2 separate regions of the Mus musculus genome follow, and region 2 is linked to region 1. Evidence: chromatin contacts called from public promoter capture Hi-C data. All regions are on one chromosome and are shown on one strand. The core of a region is the stretch at or near the end of the contact, and the rest is flanking DNA. Distances in the headings are between cores, read along the strand shown.

Region 1 (6,167 bases), core at 1,833-4,332:
TATAACTACTCTCAGGTAATCTGACACCCTTACACGTAGATACAGTAATAAAAATAAATCTTCTTTAAAAGATCCCCATTCCACTTTCAGGACTTCTGACTTTACTTTGTGACCCACAGGATTAATGAAGGCTGCCTTTGTGGGCCCAAGTGTGCGCTTAGCAGCTAGAGCAAAGCTTACTCACACCAGTGGTTCCCCACTGAAGACAGACTTCCTCTCCACTAGGGTGAGGCAGAGCCCCTGAGCCCCTCCCCATTTGTGACTATTTAGACAGTCCGTCTTGAGAGGATCCCATGCAGTGATGGCAGCCACTGACTCCGGAGTGCCACTGCCATGTCATGCCCAGGATGTCATAATCCTCTGCCTCTTTCTTCTTTCAACCCCCTCTTCCCTCATGCTTCCTGAGTCTGGGAGGTGATACGACATCCCTGTAAGGTTGAGCACCTATCAGTCGATTGAACTCAGCATTAACCTAACCGGCATTCTCTGCAGAGGGAAGCTGAGACTGCACTAATCTACAACCCCCTGTCTTGCAGGGCCTCAAATGTCCCCTCCTCCTTTTCTGTCTCTTGATAAGTGAGATTATAGGTTGGCTCCTGAGATGCCTCGGCTGGAATGGTCATCTGATAAAGTGAAGCCTGGGGCCACTAAGACTCACTAGAAGCCGGGCATGGTGACCCACGCCTTTAATTCCAGCACTTGGGAGGCAGAGGCAGGCCAATTCCTAAATTCCAGACCAGCCTGGTCTACAAAGTGAGTTCCAGGACAGCCAGGGCTACACAGAGAAACCCTGTCTCAAAAAACAAAAACAAAACCAAACAAACAAAAAGACTTCACTAGAGTTAGTCAAGTCTTTTCCCTGTAGATGGGGTTTCTGGTGAGATTCCTGGAAGCTTGCAGGCTCATGGCTGGGAAGGTAGAAGGGTACTAAGGAGTTGTTAATTTGCTGGAATTCTTATTTTTCCACTGGCAAGAGGCTTCAACTGGATTGCCAGGCAAGGGGCCTGCTCTCTCCTTCTCCTACCCTCAGCATTTCCTGTCTCCCCATGCTGCCTCAGTTTGACTTCTTTTGAGACGGGGTTTCACTGAGTTGCTCAGGCAAGCCTTTGTTTGGGCAGGGCAGGGCAGGCAGGCCTTGTTTTAGACTCTGGAGTCGCAAGGGTCACAGGCCTGAACCACCCACCTCCCATCCCAGAATGTAAGCTTGTGAAACAGACTCCGGCTCTAAATTTTTAAAAATTTACTTACAGACTGACAGTCTCATATATCCTAACTTCTGTCTAGCAAAACTTTTGATCCTTCTCCTCAGTGCTAACTAAAAGCTCGAACCACCACACCTTAGCTTAAAGAAAAAAGAAAAAAGTGGAGAGGGTGATTCCAAGAAAAAACAGTTGTGTCTATTCCTATAAGTAATGTCTCTGTGTCTCACTTTCCCTCAGGTTTCTAATATGGGGTACTACATACCTTAGAAAAGTGTTTTGATATTTATAGAGAGCACTTTACATGTTATGTACACTTTAGGTTAGCAAAAAGCATTGTATTAAAACGATCTTCTTGAACTGCAACAGAGTTACATCCTTGTACATCCTCCCATGAACTCCAAGCCAACATTCCTCCCGAGATGCAAATACCAAAGAAAAAATTTATTTATGACTGTCTTAGTGATTACTAGCTTTTGACAAGGACAAAGAGTCCCCGGTCTTCCGCTAGCCTTCCTCACGTGGTCTGGAGACCTTCCAATTTAAACGCCACAACAGTATTCTTTAAAAAATAAAAAGACAACCTATCTAACTAATAAAGAGCTGCACTCCCTGCCTATTTGAAAGGACGCGTGGAAAGTGCTAGAGAGCCGGGTGTGACGAGGCCCGGAACGCCCAGCCTCCAGGCACTGCGGTTTCAGAGTCTAAGCACTCGCTCCGGCCATTGGCTCAGTCACGTTTTCAAGGACTCAGCGCGGCCGGGCGTTTAATTTTTGGTAAAAGTCAAGTCAGGAGAGACATTACCTCATGTTACTGAAAATAAAAAGGTCGCGATCACTCTATCAAGGACACGGGGCTGCCGGAAACCAGGAATGCCAGTGCCTAGCTCACCCACAAAGGGACAAAAAACATTTATCTTTCGTACATTTATTCCATTAACTGATGAGTCTGGTGGAGCAGAGAGGGGACAGAGGTCACGCTGTCCCCTGTGGGACAGCGGAGGTGGGGAGGGGCGTTCGGCTCAGGGGTAAGCAGAGAGGACTGGGCCATTTCTTTGATAGAGGATCACAAACGATCCTGGGGACATGTGGCGAGCCAGGCAGATCGAGCCTCCGCACTGGGGGGGGGGGGAATCGAGGTGTCCCATTTTGTGGGGGGTGAGGGGTGGGGAAAGCCAGCGAGATAGCGCGGCGGCTTAGCCTCCCACAAGCTGGCAGCACGAAACAAGAAGCCTAGCAGTGCTCCTTAGTCTCAGGCTGGGGTGGACCAAGCCCGAGGCCGGGAAACCGCCGGGCTCAGGGAGAAGGACCGAGGGTCGTGTGGGGGAGGGGCGCAACAACCTTCGCAGCCATTTTGTCCTCGCCCCACTTCCGTCTTCTCTTCCCGGACTCCCCCTCCCTCAGGCTCTTCTCTCAGGCAGCCCGGGGTCCCAAGAGGTAGGGATCCGGCCGAACGCTGCTCTCATTGGTCCGTCGCGGAGGTACCCGCCTTCCTCCCAGGGCATCCTTCCGCCCCCTCCCGCCTGCGCTGCCGGGTCGCGCACGCGCACTCGCCGGCGACCCTCTCCCCTCCCCCAGCAGCTCTGAGTGACAGAGGACTCCCGCGCGCGGGCTCCCGGCGCCCCGCCTTCTCCGCTCCCCCCGGGCCGTTCCCAGAGCGGGGGCGAGCGTGAAAGTTCCAGAACGCCGCGGTCGTGCGTCATCGCGAGGCGGGGCGGGGAGAAGGCGGGACCTAGGCGAGCGTTCTGGCTCTTCATTAGTGCAGTCGGCAAGGGCTGGTCGTCCATTGGCTAAGAAGCTATGATCGGCAGCGGGATGGGGCGGCACCCTTCTGGAAGGTTCTAAGACAGGGTATAAGAGAGAGGGAAGCGGGCGGAAACCGGTCTCATTGAACGCGGAGGCAGCTGCCTGGCATTTGTGTGGTCTCGTCGTCAGCGCAGCTGGGCCTACACACAAGGTGAGGCATGGGACTCGGGGGTTTGCGGGGGTCCGGGGTGGTGCAGGAGTCCCGGGGAGTCTCTTAGGCGGCGGCTGCAGCTCAGGCCGTCACCACCAGGGACAGAGACTGCAGCAGATCCGGAGGATGGGCTGAGTCAGGGCGGCGCCGCCATGGCCTTGTGGCTCCGCGTGGCGGGGGAGGGGAGCCACAGGCGCCCTGGTCTTTTTATCCTGTCTGTGACTTCAAATATAAGGCTTCTGCCCGGCGCCCACAGGGCAGGGCCCCCCGAGGTGGGAAAGGGGGATCCTGGCTCCCGCGGTGCGCGGTCCGGGTGGGGGGGGTTCGGGGGGCGCTCGGAGGTGGCCACGTGCTCCACCATTGTCGCAGACCTTTAGGACAGATGGTTCCTTGAGCCTTGGGCGGGCTGTGCCAGGCTTGGCACAGACCACCTATACTGCAGCACTGCTGCCACGAGCCTGCCGCGTGGCTTCAGGTGATAGGTCTGGGTCACCAAGTCCAGACCCACTGCGGACTGGATAAAAGCCGGAAAGCGAGTGCTTAGCCCCCCTCCTTTTTTTTTCTAATAGCAACCATGTCTAAGGGACCTGCAGTTGGCATTGATCTCGGCACCACCTACTCCTGTGTGGGTGTCTTCCAGCATGGAAAGGTGGAAATTATTGCCAATGACCAGGGTAACCGCACCACGCCAAGCTATGTTGCTTTCACGGACACAGAGAGATTAATTGGGGATGCGGCCAAGAATCAGGTTGCAATGAACCCCACCAACACAGTTTTTGGTAAGTCGCCAGCATCTTTGTGCCACTAGCATGAGTAAAAGGGCTGGGGGGCAGGGCATTTGGAATGTAGAAACAGATCTGCCTTAATAACTGCAGCCTGAGATTGCAACTGTTTAAATATGACAATATAAGGCCACAAGATTTTAAATATGGGCCTTGGCTTCCTGCACTAGAGATTACGTCCATCTAGATGGGTGCTGCAGGTTTTTGTTTTCTGTTTTTTTGGTTTTTTTTTTTTTTGCAGTGATAGGCACTAAGGAGTGTGATGAGGTATGTTTAATATTTTACAGATGCCAAACGTCTGATCGGGCGTAGGTTTGATGATGCTGTTGTTCAGTCTGATATGAAGCACTGGCCCTTCATGGTGGTGAATGATGCAGGCAGGCCCAAGGTCCAAGTGGAATACAAAGGGGAGACAAAAAGTTTCTACCCAGAGGAAGTGTCCTCCATGGTTCTGACAAAGATGAAGGAAATTGCAGAAGCGTACCTCGGAAAGGTGGGTTTTTTTTTTAACAGGTGCCATTTGAGATGGGTGTTACCTTTATGTTTAATTCACACATTCTGATCGGGAATTTGCCAACCAAACAATTGTGCAATTCATTGTTTTTTAGACCGTTACCAACGCTGTGGTCACAGTGCCCGCTTACTTCAATGACTCTCAGCGACAGGCAACAAAAGATGCTGGAACTATTGCTGGCCTCAATGTACTTCGAATCATCAATGAACCAACTGCTGCTGCTATTGCTTACGGCTTAGATAAGAAGGTAGGCATTTCAAATCAAGTACAACTTTGTTAGGGTTAACTTGCCAGAAACAGGCCTGAGCTAAGAATGTCTTATTTGACAGGTCGGAGCTGAAAGGAATGTGCTCATTTTTGACTTGGGAGGTGGCACTTTTGATGTGTCAATCCTCACTATTGAGGATGGAATTTTTGAGGTCAAATCAACAGCTGGAGACACCCACTTAGGTGGAGAAGATTTTGACAACCGAATGGTCAATCATTTCATTGCTGAGTTCAAGCGAAAGCACAAGAAAGACATCAGTGAGAACAAGAGAGCTGTCCGCCGTCTCCGCACGGCCTGCGAGCGGGCCAAGCGCACCCTCTCCTCCAGCACCCAGGCCAGTATTGAGATTGATTCTCTCTATGAGGGAATTGACTTCTATACCTCCATTACCCGGGCTCGATTTGAGGAGTTGAATGCTGACCTGTTCCGTGGCACACTGGACCCTGTAGAGAAGGCCCTTCGAGATGCCAAGCTGGACAAGTCACAGATCCATGATATTGTCTTGGTGGGTGGTTCTACCAGAATCCCCAAGATTCAGAAACTTCTGCAAGACTTCTTCAATGGAAAAGAGCTGAACAAGAGCATTAACCCCGATGAAGCTGTTGCCTATGGTGCAGGTAAATACATACAGCCTTTATAGTCTTTATAATCTCAACAAGTCCTGTAAGATTCGCTGTGATGATGGATTCCAAAACCATTCGTAGTTTCCACCAGAAGTACTGTGTTGGCTAGTTCCTTCCTTGGATGTCTGAGCGAATGAAACATACATATGTTGAGTAGACTGCAGTTACAGTGCGTTGTTTCTAACATTTTTTTTCTTTTTATAGCTGTCCAGGCAGCCATTCTATCTGGAGACAAGTCTGAGAACGTTCAGGATTTGCTGCTCTTGGATGTCACTCCTCTTTCCCTTGGTATTGAAACTGCTGGCGGAGTCATGACTGTCCTCATCAAGCGCAATACCACCATCCCCACCAAGCAGACACAGACTTTCACCACCTACTCTGACAACCAGCCTGGTGTACTCATTCAGGTATGTTGTCCCTAGAATTTTGTAGCTTGTATAGAAAGCCCAGGGAAGTTCCTCGCTGTGATGATGGATTCCAAAACCATTCGTAGTTTCCACCAGAAATGCTGTGTTGGCTAGTTCCTTCCTTGGATGTCTGAGCGAACTTATCTTCCCCAAATTTGAGCTTAAGCCACACGAGCAGTAGTTTCTAAAATTGGATGTCTTAATTTTTATTGTCTCTTCTAGGTGTATGAAGGTGAAAGGGCCATGACCAAGGACAACAACCTGCTTGGAAAGTTCGAGCTCACAGGCATCCCTCCAGCACCCCGTGGGGTCCCTCAGATTGAGGTTACTTTTGACATCGATGCCAATGGCATCCTCAATGTTTCTGCTGTAGATAAGAGCACAGGAAAGGAGAACAAGATCACCATCACCAATGACA
Region 2 (6,167 bases), core at 995-3,494, 1.3 Mb after region 1:
CTAGGCTGGAGGGGACCTGAACACTCACTCCTCCCACACCCAGCCCACCCTCTCAGGAGCACAGCAGAGCTCAGCAAGCTGGAGAGACCCACCCTCGGCAATTCCAAGCTGCCATGCCTGCCAAGAGCAATCTTGCTGACTTCCAAATTACAAAAAGGAAGTTTCAGATGGGGATGAAAAGGGGGGCACAAGGATCTGGGCCCAAAACAGGGCAGGTGGGCTTCAGGAGTCTAAGCGCTGCACACACCACGTACACACAGACGCACACGCACATACATACACCATCAAGCAGTTACAGGTCATCTGGTATACATTCCTGCCCAGGGGCAAGTGGTCTGGTGGTGGGCAGATGTCAGCTACTCCCACCCACACACAACCGCCCCTCTGTCTTCATAACGATATATACATTTTATTTTAGAAAGGAGATGTTTAGGAAGCACTGAGCAGAGACAAGGTGACCCCCCACCTCCCAGCACCCAAAGGTCAGTGAGACCATGCAGGCAAGAGAACTACAGTGCTCACAGCCCTTTCCTGCGTGACCTTGGACCAGTCATCGCACCTGTCACAGTTTGGGTTTCTTCACTCAAAACGTGACACAATAGGGTGACACAATAGGGTGGCATGTTTTATGAGACGCTTTCTGGCTCCAGGAGTTGATTGCTTAACTCTATGTATGGCCTGAAGGAAGACTTTGCTATAGCCAAAATCAGTGAAGAAAGGCAGAACCCCCAGCTAATCACTTAATTTGTACTTTAGAAAGCAACAGTCGCTCTGGGACATGGTTGTGTTGGTCAGCTCCATCAGGCCCACCATTTCTCTCCCACCGACCTTCTAGTTTTGCTGATGTCAATCTTAACTGAAGGACTGGGAGTCTCTGAGTAGACAATAATACGGGCAAATTGATTCCACCAGCGCTGATACGAAGGGGGACAAATTCAACTTGGCAACCCAGCAGTCAGTGGGGGCCATGAGTGAAATGTGTGTTACTTATGACCTAATAAACCCATTGCCTGGATAGAAATAAATCCTTTAATGAATATTAAGCCCAGCAAATTTCTTGCAGTAGTCTCAAATCCCAAGTGTCATAAGAGATAGTTTCTATCTAAAATAAAGCCATCACCTTGAAGGGCTGGGATGGAAAGGGGACGGATTGATGTGCTGTACTCCCAACGAAGAGAATCCAGCCTTACACGCAGATATTCACGAGCTCACACGCACACATATGTCTACTGGGTACACAAGGGGCATTCGTAGCGCTTTGAGAGTTGCCCACCTTTACTGGGGTTCATGAGAATAAACATGGCATGCCCTCCTCTGCAATTCTGCTTAAGTGCTTTACAACTGCAGGATTCTCGCTCCCGCTGCCAAAGGATGGTACGGGAGTTGGGGTGGAAGGGAGGGGGGTTATGCCCGTTTTTATCCAGATGTAAAATTTATGCTGTACCCCTCAAAATCCTGCCAGAAACTACCCTAGTCTGTCTGCATACAGGCTAGGGAAGAGAGGCTCTGCACCCTTCCAGTTACCTGGAACACATCTGCTAAAATCGACAGAAAGGAGGAAAAAGAAAAAAGATCTATGCGACCAGAGTGCTGACGGCTGTACTCATGTGATGTACAGGGGGAAAGGAGAAGAAAAAGAAATGAAACAAACATGCCAGCCGGGAAGTCCCCAAGCGGAGCCAGCACCTGGGAAGCGACTGCAAAGGATGGGTGCGGGGGTGAGGAAGTGGTGGGAGAGAAAGGGGCTGGAAGGAGGTGGCTTGCAGAAGTGCTCACCTGTCCATACACCTGGATAGGCTGGGGCTGCAGAGCAGCGCTCCGCCGGGTCCTGAGTGGCTTCCTGGCCGCCGGGCTCGCCCCCGGGGCATCCCCGTGCGTTCCTAGCCGGAGATCGCGCGGGTCGCCCTGCACCACGAAGAAGCCCCGGTCCTGGGGCAAGGGCGCCGGGCCACCGTGCAATCTCTGCGTCCAGCCCCCGCCGAGAGCCCCGCGGGGTAGCAGCGCGACCAGGGCGAATAGGAAAGGGAGTCTCGACTCCCTCCTGCTGCTCCGTGTCGCCATGTTCGGGCGAACGCTCCCGCAGGTGGCGCCGCCGCCAGGAGAGAATGTGCAGCGCGCGCCGGGACAGCGCGGGGCCAGGGCCGGGGCCGCGCGCGCCGCTCCCGGGGCTCCAAGCCGCCCGGGCCGCTCCGCTGCGCCCGCCACCGCAGCCACGGCCACCGCCGCCGCCGGGTCCCGCTCGCTCGGCGCCGTGCCGTCACGTGTGAGCTCGCAGCGCGTCCCCCTTCGCGCACTTTCTCCGCTCGCTGCGACTGCGGCCCCGCCCCCTGGGATGGGGAAGTCAAGGCAGGGAGCGCCCGCCTGAGGGCACCGTGGTCCCCTTCGCGCACACCTCGCCCTCCCTACCGCAGTGAAGAGTTGCGTGGGCGCCGTGCTCTATTTCCCCGGGTTGAGTTAGCTACTCCATGGGCTCCTGGGGTACCCTGGTCGCCCCAAACTGCCATCAGTCTCTGCACCTTGTGCAGCCACTCAACCACCTTCCTGGGCCTTGGCCTCATGTTCACCTCCAATGGAAAGCAAACCACAGAACTGGCCCTTAGCACACCAACAAAGTAAGTCAAGATGAACCTGCTGGTTTGTGAAACTTACGTGGTTTCAACTACCAGAAATGCGCTTGAAATGGCTACAGCTCAAACTACCTTTGATCAAGCTGAACTAACTGCCCCTGCGTCCAGCAGAGTATAGCAGACAAACACCCTGCCCAGAAGCAGTAAAACCTAGGCTATACTTGCTCCACCTGGACAACTACACTAGGCATGGCCCAGGGCCCTACCAGCCTCCTGCTTTGGTCCCTTAAGATGTTCCAGCATTGAGCCACTCTCAGAGCTAAGATGTGTGTTTCAACCAAACACCATTAGTTGTAAAGGCTGTAAAGACTGCTCATGTACTGGAGGAATCAGATGCCCAAAGACGGGGTGCACTTTCAATGCACCTTAAAATCAGCTCCAAGAGCCAGATTGTAACCGCTTTTATACATTTTTCCCCCAGCTGGTGGGAGCAGTTAAGTATTAACCTGTATTTCATCCTAGGTCTCTCCAGACTCCAGTCCTGGTTATTGGGATGACTCAAAGCCGTCCATTGGTTTAGAGAAGGGAAGGTGATCTCTCTCGATCTCTCTCTCTCTCTCTCTCTCTCTCTCTCTCTCTCTCTCTCTCTCTCTCTCTCTCACACACACACACACACACACACACACACACACACACACACACACACACACACACACACACACACACACACACCTTTCTGCCACTTCAGCAAGCCCGGAGCTTGGTTCTGTCTCTTGTTTACTTGCCATTCAACTTCAGTCTAGTTAGCCTAATCTAGTTCCTTCGTTCCTCCCTCCCTCCAATCTATACCGCTTTGGGCAACCCGCCAGAACCTGTCATGATCTGAACTGGGTTTGTCCCTGGGTTGAAGTGTATTGCCATTGTGGTGGGTGCCTTTAAGGGTTGATTATGCTATTGAGAGGAACCGGGCCTTTCTCAGTGGAGTAAGTTTGTTCTCCCAAGAACAGTGGGTAGAGCAGTTGAACTTTAGCTCCGCCTAAAGCAGTTCTCATAAAGCAAGGAGCCCTCCTTGTTTTATCTCTAAAACAGCTAGACCTCCTATGAGCTGAAGCAGCATCCGGCTCTTGCTGGAAGCTGAGAAGGTGCCAACGCCATGCTCACAGACTTCCCTCCCAGCCTCTGTAACTATGAGCTCAAAATATGACTATCACCTGTGAAAGAATGCCAGCATCCCTTCATCTCCCTCAACCCGCCCCAGCTGAGGTTCTGCAGCCTCCCACCCTCCCACAACCCTTTCCCTCCCCAACTCAGATGATTGTTGAGCCACCTAACTCACAGCCACTGAACCATCAGCACCTCTGCCATCTTTGACTCCCAGGAGAAGACTAAAGGAACAGCCTACAGTCAGAACACCCTGCATGAGATTTGATCATCGGTTGTTTGTCAGGCTATCTTTAATGAGAACCATCTTCGATGAGTTAGGCTCTCAGCAGAAAACAACCCCAAGCGGCTTCTAGTTGTTGTGTGGAAGACAAAGCGGTCTGCCCCTGTGAACTGCTGGCTTCAGCTTCAGGTGGCAATTTGCGTGGAAGGATTAGTAGGGCAGGACCAGCTACTTGCTCATTTTGATTTGGATTTGTAATTTCAATGCTATAAAACTGGCAAGAATGCTTGAACACGGTTAATTTACTCCTCGAATGCCTTCCTCTCTAATCATTATCTACATTCTAAGCCATTCTTAGGTGGATAGTCGGCTCTCGGGGAGACCGTGGGCTGCAGAACCATGGGGCACAGGAGAAAGAAAGCACACTGAATTTTTTTAAGGCAAAGGCCCAATTCTAGCTATGGGGACTTGGCTGAATGCCCTCCCTGGAGCTTCCGTTTTCTCACCTATAAAATAGAGGACTTAGTTCTTACCCCACCTCTGCTAACAGTCAGAGTACCAAGCAAGTGAGCTCGTGTATGTAAAAAAAAAAAAAAAAAACTGTGACACTCCCCACAGCAAAGGACTGTGCAGGCAGCGTTGGAGGTCTGCATGATGGTTCTGGTCTTGTGGCAAGTTTCTACATGGGTTTGGTGGGTTTGTTTTTTCTTTTCTCTTTTGTTTATGCTTTTGGGGCAGGGGTTAGGAGGGTTCCCTGGTCGGTAAGATTATTCTCTACCTTTGGGACTCCTACAAGAGCGTGAGAGGTGAGAGCGGAAGAGCCACAGGGCAAGTTCACCCCGAACAGGAGTCAGAGCTGAGTTGTGCAATCCAAGCGGGGTAGTTTTCCTAACTTCAAAACCAGATCTGGGTTGTAAAAAAGCTTGTACTTCCTCCATCTCCCCAGGGCCATAGACAAGGGGAAGATGTATTCTAGCCCTCTCTGCCCTACCCACGGCCTTGCTATGATGCTGGACAACATCACTACAAAAATCAATATGCATGGATCTATACATGGACAGCTTAGCAGGGAAAGGTGCGGTGCTTGTTGCCAAACCCAGTAAGCAGAGTTCAATTCCCAGGACCCACGTAGTGGAGAAAGAGAACCAACATCTACAACAAGTTGTCCTCTGATCTCCATATGGGGGCCACACTTTCACACTTGTGCACGAATGTATACACACACACACACACACACACACATATGAATGTGTCTTTCGTGTGTCCATGCACATAAACAAACATACAAACACACATATGTATGATAGCACATACCACACATACATACATGAATAAAGGAAACACCTAGCAAAAGCTGAGTATGGTGGAAGACACCCATACTCCAGCACTTGCGAGATTAATGTCTATAATCCCATTTCTGGGACGTTGAAGGCAAGAGGATCATGAGTTTGAGATAAGCCTACGAAACTTAGCAAGTCCAATTACTCACGAGCTGGCTCAGCCAGAAAAGGCGATTGCGGCCAAGCTGGATGAGCTGAGTTTGATCTCTAGGACCCAGATGGTGGGGGCAAACAACCAAACTACAAGTTGTCTTCTGACGTTCACATGGATATAACTCACAGGTGGAGTGTTTACTTAAAACACCCAAGACCCAGACATAGGCTCTCCCTGTGAGAGAAAGGGGGGAGGAGAAAGGATGACAGGAAAGGAGGAACTTTAAAATAACAATGACAGCTGAAGACAAAGTGGGCAGGCAAGGGCAGAATCCTGAAAACATACTCTGATTTCTTTCTTACCTGGGGACCTTTGGAAATACTCCCCATCACTCCTTGGACCCTGGCTAGACTCTCTCTGCATCTAAGTGACTAGTGTCTCTCCCTCTAGAGGCCCACCAAGAAATAAGCTGGTAATAGTCAAATTATCAAAAGAGATACACAGACTTACTCTGTGCACTCTCCATGAGAGCCACACAATATACAAGACCCAAGGAAGGGGCAGGTTTGACGCTTATACAGCCCACGCCTCTGAGCTTAGGGGCCTGTAGAATCTGAGAGGTGATGGCAAGGTTTTGTAAAAGAGGAAGCAGACTGCAAAGGAAAGTCTTCTTATTCCACAGCAATAGAGCCCTAGCTAGGGTTTCCCAGAATGTGCACAATAGGCTGATGAACCATGCTTGTGAGTTCGTCTGTTTGGTGAGACGCCAGTAAGGATGTTAA

Evidence for each region. Capture Hi-C pulls out chosen DNA fragments and counts their contacts.
Region 2: a promoter capture Hi-C map of liver shows a contact between it and region 1, with 5 times the contacts expected there. The contact joins the promoter of Sorl1 here to the promoter of Hspa8 in region 1. A contact is called at or near these places in 1 of 39 promoter capture datasets (liver) and 1 of 9 other capture datasets (liver).

Annotation. Positions count from the first base shown.
Region 1 is chr9:40,798,194-40,804,360 of GRCm38.p6, forward strand. It overlaps Hspa8 (heat shock protein 8), which reads left to right and starts at 3,083. Exons shown (of 9, transcript NM_031165.5): 1 at 3,083-3,155; 2 at 3,725-3,934; 3 at 4,225-4,430; 4 at 4,546-4,698; 5 at 4,781-5,336; 6 at 5,547-5,749; 7 at 5,972-6,167. The coding sequence starts at 3,730. Snord14c (small nucleolar RNA, C/D box 14C) reads left to right here and starts at 5,390; the gene lies at 5,390-5,476. It overlaps Snord14d (small nucleolar RNA, C/D box 14D), which reads left to right and starts at 5,802; the gene lies at 5,802-5,888.
Region 2 is chr9:42,122,053-42,128,219 of GRCm38.p6, forward strand. Sorl1 (sortilin-related receptor, LDLR class A repeats-containing) reads right to left here and starts at 2,245. Exons shown (of 48, transcript NM_011436.4): 1 at 1,777-2,245. The coding sequence starts at 2,061.